Linked DNA regions of Hordeum vulgare: region 2 is linked to region 1. Evidence: chromatin contacts called from public Hi-C data. All regions are on one chromosome and are shown on one strand. Each heading gives the region's core, a stretch centred on a gene start, on an enhancer-like site or on the middle of the called end of the contact. The rest is flanking DNA. Distances are from core to core; before and after follow the strand shown.

Region 1 (4,300 bases), core at 570-3,069:
GGTCCCACTTTCACGCCAAATCTTATGAACAGAATAAACAAATGTAACCATTAATTGATAAATGGTCCCTAGAATCTTTTCATGTCGTCTGGTAAACGAATAAATGAATATGACCTCATGTCGAGAACAAATAAACAACTTTCTGCTTTCATAGGCCATCGCATCTGTCCGCCTGTCGGGTCCGCACATAACGTTTATGGTGGCTTATTAGATACTCCCTCCGTCCCAAAATAAGTGTCAACTTTGTATTAACTCTAGTATAAAGTTGTACTAAGCTTGAGACACTTATTTTAGGACGGAGGGAGTACAAACCAACCGCTTAACCCCTGCCATCCCCACCCTGGACCTGACCAACTTATCCTTGCCTTCTCCAAATGCACCAACCTTCCCGTCCTCCTCTGTTTCCAACAACACCTTCTTCATCTTGTTCCCCTGATCCCCTCCCCATGACTCCTTCCCTTCTCTCTTGCCACTTCTATCCTTAGACATGCTGTTGTATCACTCTAGCTCCCACACCTTCTAAAAAAGAAAAAAATCTGGAAAACTACAAACAAACAAAAAGTTCTGGGTTTCTTTTATATGTTGCACACGCCATAATTCCTTCCCCTAATTGGCAAAAAAACTTCACTGTGCACACACAAAAATGATGTTTGGGGTGGTAATATGTAAAGCTCTAGCCTACTCAAGCATTTATGAGGGTGGGTGAGGTTAGTATGCCAAACTGCCAGAAATAGTAATTTAGTTTCATTTATGCTAAAAAAAATGCCATAATTGTGTTTTTGACGCGTGTACCATATTATCCTTTTCGCGCCAAATCTTTTGAGTACAACAAACAAAAGTGCCATAATCAATGAACAGTTTCAACAATCCTTTCCTGCCGCCAGATAGACGGACAAACAAACATGGCCCGCGTGTCACGCACAAACAAACTGCAACCTGCTCTTGATGGAACACCTAACTCTCCCCGCGTGTCGATAGGCAAATAACGGTCATGACAGGGTTTCACGTACAAACCAACAGCTTCCCGCCCCGCCACCTTCATCCTGAACTTTCCCCTCCTCAGCCTAGACCACAACCCTATAGCTCTCGCCTCCTCCAAAGCCACTAACTCTCCCCTCCTCCCTTCCCTGGGTTGCCTTCTCCATCTGACTTCCCTCTCTTTCACTGCTTCCTCTTACCTCTTCCATCCCTAGACCTCCCCCCCTATTCCTCACCACTCAGAAAACGAAAAAACAATAAGATTAACTCCCCATGGCAAAAGCCGACATGCAATCCCTTACAGGCAGCATTTCACACAAGCAAATGGACTGAATCACTCCAGAATCTAGTGCAAATGAACCCACTGAAGATCATAGGACAAACGGCTGGATCGCCTTGCATTAGAGACAGGAATTAAACCCAGCAAGACACACATACATACACAGTTACACACAGCAGATCGGCGAGCCGCAGGATGCCAGGAACCCTTCCCCTAAAGGGCCGTAGGTCTAAACCACCACGAGCACCAGCTGAAGTTACATCTAAAGTGGGGAACAGCCCAAGACGGTCACAGCAGCTACGAGGGAAGCTGCGAACACAGCAAATTCTAGGGAGGTCGGCAAGATCGAGCGGCAACGAGCAGATCCAGAGCCCAGTCGGAGTGTACAACACCATTCCACAAGCACGCGTTGCAACTTGCAAGGAAACTTACAGGATCGGGCTGGGAACGAGCGAACGGAGCAGCCGGTCGCAGGGAGGCAACCATCGGTGGAGTGGGGAGGAGGCGGGGAGGGAGAACCATCGGTGGAGCGGGGAGGAGGCGGGGAGGGAGAACCATCGGTGGAGCGGGGAGGAGGCGGGGAGGGAGGGGAGCGGGAGCGCGGGCGCTGATGGGGAGGCGGTGGCGGTGGCGGCGGCGGCGGCGGCCCGCGGGGAGGGGCGGCAGGTCGGAGCAGGGTGGCATGGCGTGTTATGAACCTCTCCAAACTCCACAGATTTCATCAGCTTCCTAGCGTGAGGCTTCCTGCTACCCTAGCGTCGCTTCTGGCTCTACGCAGCAACTCCAACCCCCTGAACCAAACGGACGCGGGGTTCGTCCGTATTTTATCCGTTTGAATGACTCGCCCGTCCTTCTTTACGAATAGGTTGATCGTGCGTCAACGAATTTTCGTCTGTATAAACAGTTTCTAACACTAAAACGGCACGTCGTCACAGGACATGTCAGTTAGCATGCTAGTGTCAAAAGCTCGCGTCGGTTATATGTCAGCGATCAACATACATATGCGAGTCTACAAAAAAATACGCAGTTCTTAAGCTGGACGTACTTTGTCGGCGGGCCGCACACATGCCAGCACACAAAATGAGAATATAGCTCAGCCGTGTCATCTCGGGCGTGGTCATGCCCGCACACCGCGGCATGGATCAGTCGTCTTCGAGGCTGAATATGTCGGCCTGCATCTTCTCGAACCAAGACCGCTTCCTTCGAGAGACCGTGCTCAAGTCCATCTTCATGATCTCGACCCCCTTCATCATGCAAGCTAGCCGGAATTTCTTGCTTTGGTGGTTGCTTTGGTGGCCTCGGTCTCGCATCTTGGCTTGCTTCTCCGCCTATAACGCGAGCTTCTTGTTTTGTATCTTCATGAATACCCTAATTTGCTCCTCCTTGTCTTGTCGGCGCTTCTTCTTACTTAGTCTTTGTTGGCGATCATGCCTTGCAAAGTAGCTTGCAAGGCAAGGGATGCCGCCTCGCGATTGTCCCTTTTTTTTGAGTTGGTCTTCCCACGTTGTCGTGGTTTCTCCGCCTCACCATGCTCTCCAGCGGCTTCCTTCCCTCCACGCGCCTTGATGGTGGCGTATTGTGCTTTTAACTTTTCTTCTTCATTGATGATCATTCAACAATGAATGAGGTTGAAAGTCTTGCCCTCATAATGGACCTTTAATGCTTTCAAAGCTTGAAAGACCTACAAATGAGCAACCATGTCAACATATCAAAGTAGGCAAGATATGGGACAATCAATATAAGCAAGCATGTCGGCATACCATGTCTTTCATGATGATGCCGCTCACGGGACGGGCCTCGATGCTCTCAAGCGTGGAACAAAACTTGTTGCATTCTTATTGTATCACCCTCCAACGCTTGACGAGAGAGACCCATCAATGCTTGCTCTCCATTTGGTATGGTTTAAACTTCTCGCGTTCGTGGTGATGGGGTTATAGCCCCAGGGTAGGATCATATAACTGACCTATAAGTTCTACCCAAGGGCACCTCATTATTAGCTTAAAGGTCACAAGATACCTACCGACTGGACCGGTAGAAAAGCACTCGGAGATCATCTTATACTCGACGACTGGATTCCACTCGGTGAAGACCAGAAACCAGTCGACTTAGAAGGCCAAAAGCCACTCCAGCGAGGCTAACGGTCAGACGTTAGACTACTGTAGTTAATGTCATTTATGGCATACTTTACCTGTAACGTATGCATTCAATCTCACTTATTACACCCTTGAAGGCTGGACACTTACGAGGGGCAGCGCACTCTATATAAGCCACCCCTCCCCTCTGGCACAAGGGTTCGCATTCTGTAACACCTGTATTCCACTCGACACAAAAGCTCCAGAGCACTGAGACGTAGGGATGTTACCTCCATCGTGGGGCAGGCGTCTAGGCGACTTCCGACAAGTTTGCGTTTTTTCTCCTTCACCATGTCTTTCGGCGGCGATTTGTGTCTGGGTCACGAGATCGTTTTCGGCACACTCATCTTCGTCGCCAACGATTCGGCATGGCTTCGGGAGGCGCCTCTTGACGTCGAGGCGCTTCTAGTTTGCGGAGCAACGTTCTTCCGCGCTAGTTCGTGTGGAGTTCTTCTTCGCCAACCTCGACTCTGTCGTCGACTGTGCTCCCCATCGCATGTCGCAACAAGCGATCCGTTCGCTCGCGGCTCCAGCACTAGGTGCGTCATGCACTCGCGCGTCAAGCGTCTTCGCCGCAAGTGGCGGCCATCGAACCTGCTACACCTCCGTGTGCTGCATATCACTCGGTGTCAGATCCGTCTGGCTCTTCTTCCGAGTGCAAGAGTTGCAGCCTGTGGCGGAGATCTTCATGGCCGGCTCACAGAGAGCCCGCCAAGGACCAATCGGGACAAGCAGGAAATCGGAGAGACTTTGGGTGCGCGTCATCATCCGCGCCCTCCAGCATCCGTCCGACGTTCTCATCATGAAAAAATCGAGGTATTCCGCACGCCTGTCCTCAACTTGGCTGCAGCCGCAAGGATTGCAGACTCCATCCAGCCATCAAATTCAGAAGCGGGCAGAGGAGTGCAGC
Region 2 (4,300 bases), core at 497-2,996, 480 kb after region 1:
TACTAAGGGCATGTACAACGATGTTGACTCAGGTGTCTGTAAAACATGCCACCTAGGATTTATAATGAGTTGAATGAAAGATAAAGAAGAGAGAGGAAGAGGTCGTCTATAATTCTATAGACCGTCGAATCCCGTGAAAATCAGTGGCTAACGACGCTTATTTTATCGTTGTATCGAATGTCGTGTGGAAGACTGTAGTGATCGCACGATGCTCGTTGAGATTTTTCAGGCGGACATTGGTTTCTAACTTTTTACATACACCAAAACAGACAACTTGTTGTATGCGGTGTATGGGACGTGAACAATGACTATAGATAGACAGGTGTCTTTACCTTTGTACATGCCCTAATAGCTGAGTTGAGGTTTCTTTTGTCACGTGTTGGGATAAATTTTTTTGTTTTGACCTTTTGTCCTAACAAATTCTGAAATTGACCTTACTTTAAAAAAAATCTGACCTCCTTTGGTGACGCCAACATCTGTGACGTCTCGTTTGTATGAGAGACGCCAAGTTCCGTGACGTCTGGTACGGACCTGCATGACCGGCTAACCCATTGAGAAGAGAAATCAATCCTTTTGGTACGGAACCCTGGCGTCTGGTCGTGAACGAGATGCTAAGGACCCTCACATCTAATACCAAACGTCAGAGACTTTGGCGTTTGGTTTCAGCAGATCACACAAATATACTTTTGGTAATATGTGCCACGTCATCCAGACGTCAGGGTCCTTGGCGTCGGACCAGACGCCGGGATCCCTCGCGTCTGATACCAAGCCACGCACAAACTTAACGGGTCAATCGGTCATGCGAGTCCGTATCAGACGTAAGGGACCTTGACGTCTTCCATGTAAACCATGCGTCAGGGATGTTGGGGTCATCAAAAGAGGTTATATTAAAACTTTTTTTTAAAGTAAGATCAATTCTGCAATTTGTTAAGACAAAAGATAAAAAAAAAATGTCCCACACGTTGTACCCAGGGATCCATGGAGCGGATACTACAAGGAGAGCGAGTGAGATGACGTGCCGTTGCAACCAAGCGGCATGCCCTTGTCCCGTAATTCAAGTGTGGTGTTAATGCGCCGGCCTGTTTAAGCTAAGGTATCGCCGTCAGCAGCGACGGTGAGTAGTACACTCGTGTTGCTTTCTCATTAGTTATGTATAAGCACGCACAGTACGTACCGCTGACGGAAGCAAATGAAATACTAATAACATAACAAGCCGACCCCAATGCATCCACATCAAAAATCACACCGGCCTCCAGCAGGGAAAACGCCTTCCGCTCATCAAAAACCACACGCTCGCTCGCTCGCTCGCATGTCCCGCCCTACCGTACTCCACAGTGTCTCTCACAGTGAAACAGTACGACCGTTGCACTGGCGACGCAAAGGACATGAGCCGACGGATTTACTCCAACAGTGCTTCCGCATCCGTTCATCAGGCGCCCACCATTTTTCGCAATCCACACAAAGTAATGCTTACTGTGGTAGCTCAAAAGCACAGTGGATCATGAGGGTCAAAAAAGGGACTCAAAAGTCAGGCATGAACCTATTTCCTGAAAGCGTGAGGCAGGGCCTCGCTTTGGATCCGAGAAAGGCAGACCAGGATATCCCCAGAAATGGAACAAAAACCATAGTAACATTGATAATTAAGGGAAAGAAGCTGGCTGAAATTTTATCTTTATATGTATGGTTTGATTATGAATGAAGAAGAATAATAGGAGAAGGACAGGGTGGTGGGTCAAAAGCCAGACAATTAAGACACCCAGTGGATTAGCAGTGAAGAAAATAACAAAAAAGAGGTCTCCTTCCTCGACTTCTTTTTCCTCTCTTCTCTCTCTCTCTCTCTGCAAGAGAGGGGGAGAGGGAGTGGGAGGAGACTCCACCACACCAGCAAAGGCAAAGGGAGAGGGAGCACAACAAGAGACACAATTCCCAGGAAACCGCCGCCTAAAGCTTCTCCTCCCTTTGTCTCTCTTCGCTGTTGCTTCCAAATCTCTAATCTTTCTCTCTTTCTTTCGTTTGTTCCATTCCAAATTATCTGTGCGGGAGAAGATCCAAAAGATACAGGAGAGGAGAGAGAGAGGGGGGGAATAAATCCTTTTTGGCGAGATTCGTGTGGGGGAGAGACGAGTTAGGTGTCAGGACCACTCATAAATTCCGCCTCTTCCCTTCTTCTTCTTCTTTCAGATCTGCTCCGTGCTTCCTCTTCCTCCTCGCATCGCTTTTGCCAACCCAACCAACCAACCAGCCGTGCTTCTCGCCGGAGAGAGCAGGGCAGGGCGCCGTTCTTCCTCCCGCTTGGAGAAAAATCTTTCTTCTCGTCCGCCATTCTTTTTTAAGCTTAGTTTCTTCCAGTACGAGTTTTCTTGTTCCTGTTGAGTTCTTCCTCTTCCCGTGCGAGCCAAACTCCCACCCTTCTTGGAGCAGAAATCGGCCTTTTGTTTTCTTGCTCGTCTCTGCCGATTTCTTCTTGAGACATAGACGCCCTCCTTTTTCCGCCACAAGCTATCCTCTCCGATGGGCAACGCGTTCGCGTGCATGCCGCGCAAGGAGCACCGGGGCGCGGCCGCGGTGTCGCGCAGCAAGCGGATGGGGAGCGCCCGCCCGCCGCGCGGCGGCGCGGCCAAGCTCACGCCGGCTGAGGAGGAGCTCCTGCACCGCCAGGCGCTCGCCATGGCCATCCACCAGCACCTCGACGCCGGCGGCTCCATGTCGCGCCGCATCGACGCCGGCGCCGGCTCCATGTCCCGACGAATCGGCCCCGGCTCCACCAGCTCCCGACGCCACGGCAACCTCCCGGACTCCGTCACCAATGCCACCAAGGCTGTAAGCCCTCCCCCGCCTTTCTCTCTTTCTGCTTCATGCTCCCTCCCTTGTAGGTTGTAGCATCCTTGCGTCTTGTTCTTGCCTAGAAAAATATACTGTCTACAATGTTATACTTTACAGTAGTAATTAACAAGTTCATTGTCAAAGAAAGTTCTGAATTTCTTTGTACAGAGGTTGGTCCAGTTGCAAACTGTACTTGGTAATGTCTAGTGCCAAACTTTTCAACTGCAAGAGTCCTTGCGGGACCAGTTGGCCATCTGGCCCTAAATGATTTGGCCTTATCATACTGTTGTTGTATGCTTTGTTGTTTAAGTTGTTTGGTCGGCAAAATTCTGTCATTATCAGAGTGGTACCACAGCATTGTCAGTTGCCTGGTTTGCTACATAGCTAAATGTCTGGTTGCTCTAGGTTTCACTAGTAAATTGGTTCTTTTTGGATTGCTTGTATATGGGAGATAATTCAGTGATATGGATGTACTTGTATGTTTGTTGAAGGACACATTCTTTTTCTGTAAGGAAGCACCTGCATGTTTCTAGTCAGTTTCTTCATGGCTTCCTTGTTGGGGTTGATTTTGAATTGCAATCAGCAGTAAGTTCATATTAACCTGTAGTTGAATATCGGAGGTTCTGAAGTGTCACTGGGATAGGATGATGGGTTTCTACACTTCCTTGGTCCTGCTCATCTTGTTAGTACTAAGATTTGTTGATGTAAATCTACCAATGGCGACATGCTTTGCTGTTCACATCGTTTTTTTTTCTTAATGATTAATTTTATGACCTGTTAATAGTTTGAGCTTACTCTAAGCTTCTAGAATCTCGAACCCATATTTTGGAAATTTGAATTATATAGATTATTATTCATATTACTATATGTTGAAAATGCATCTTTAGCACAACTGTTGTTGATTCATACATAAGATAGGTGAAACCCTACAAGTTACCTTATGTTATGAGTTGGACTACAAGACAACACCAAGTCTATGAACTCAACAGCTGCCTCACTATTTGATAGCATGTTCCCATTTCTTACAGTGGTCTCTCTCAGATGATCATTCTGTTTGCAGTTTTCGTGCATTTCACACTCTGATATGCTTCTACATGCACATGGGCATCTGGTGGTGCTTTATCTTAGGAGTTAGGACCTGACAATACAGTAGAAGTGTTCCTCGTTTGCGCTTACACTATTTATTCTTTGTAGTTTAACACTTTGCTCTAGCAACTTTGGACTGGTTTGCGGTGGCTGTAGTCTATTTTCTATCTGTTCTTTTGAACTGATTTCAGTCTTTCATGCTTCTTGTTCTGGCATATTTTCAGGTCCAAATAGTTTTAGAGAACTTAGAAACCAAGAAAATTGTTCTTGTCCACGGGGAAGGATTTGGTGCTTGGTGTTGGTACAAGACCATCTCTCTCTTGGAGGAAGCTGGCCTCGATCCTGTTGCCTTAGATCTCACAGGTTCAGGCATAGACCACACTGATACAAA

Evidence for each region. Hi-C and Micro-C count contacts between places; a contact is called where the count stands out from the background.
Region 2: a contact with region 1 is called in a Hi-C map of seedling, with 4 times the contacts expected there. The contact joins the promoter of LOC123407604 here to the promoter of LOC123412579 in region 1. A contact is called at or near these places in 2 of 6 Hi-C or Micro-C datasets (leaf and seedling) and 1 of 1 datasets of contacts at active chromatin or transcription factors (embryo).

Annotation. Positions count from the first base shown.
Region 1 is chr7H:434,577,837-434,582,136 of MorexV3_pseudomolecules_assembly, forward strand. LOC123412579 reads right to left here and starts at 1,820. Exons shown (of 12, transcript XR_006613537.1): 1 at 1,691-1,820.
Region 2 is chr7H:435,060,895-435,065,194 of MorexV3_pseudomolecules_assembly, forward strand. It overlaps LOC123407604 (putative methylesterase 14, chloroplastic), which reads left to right and starts at 1,747. Exons shown (of 5, transcript XM_045100767.1): 1 at 1,747-2,820; 2 at 4,134-4,300. The coding sequence starts at 2,512.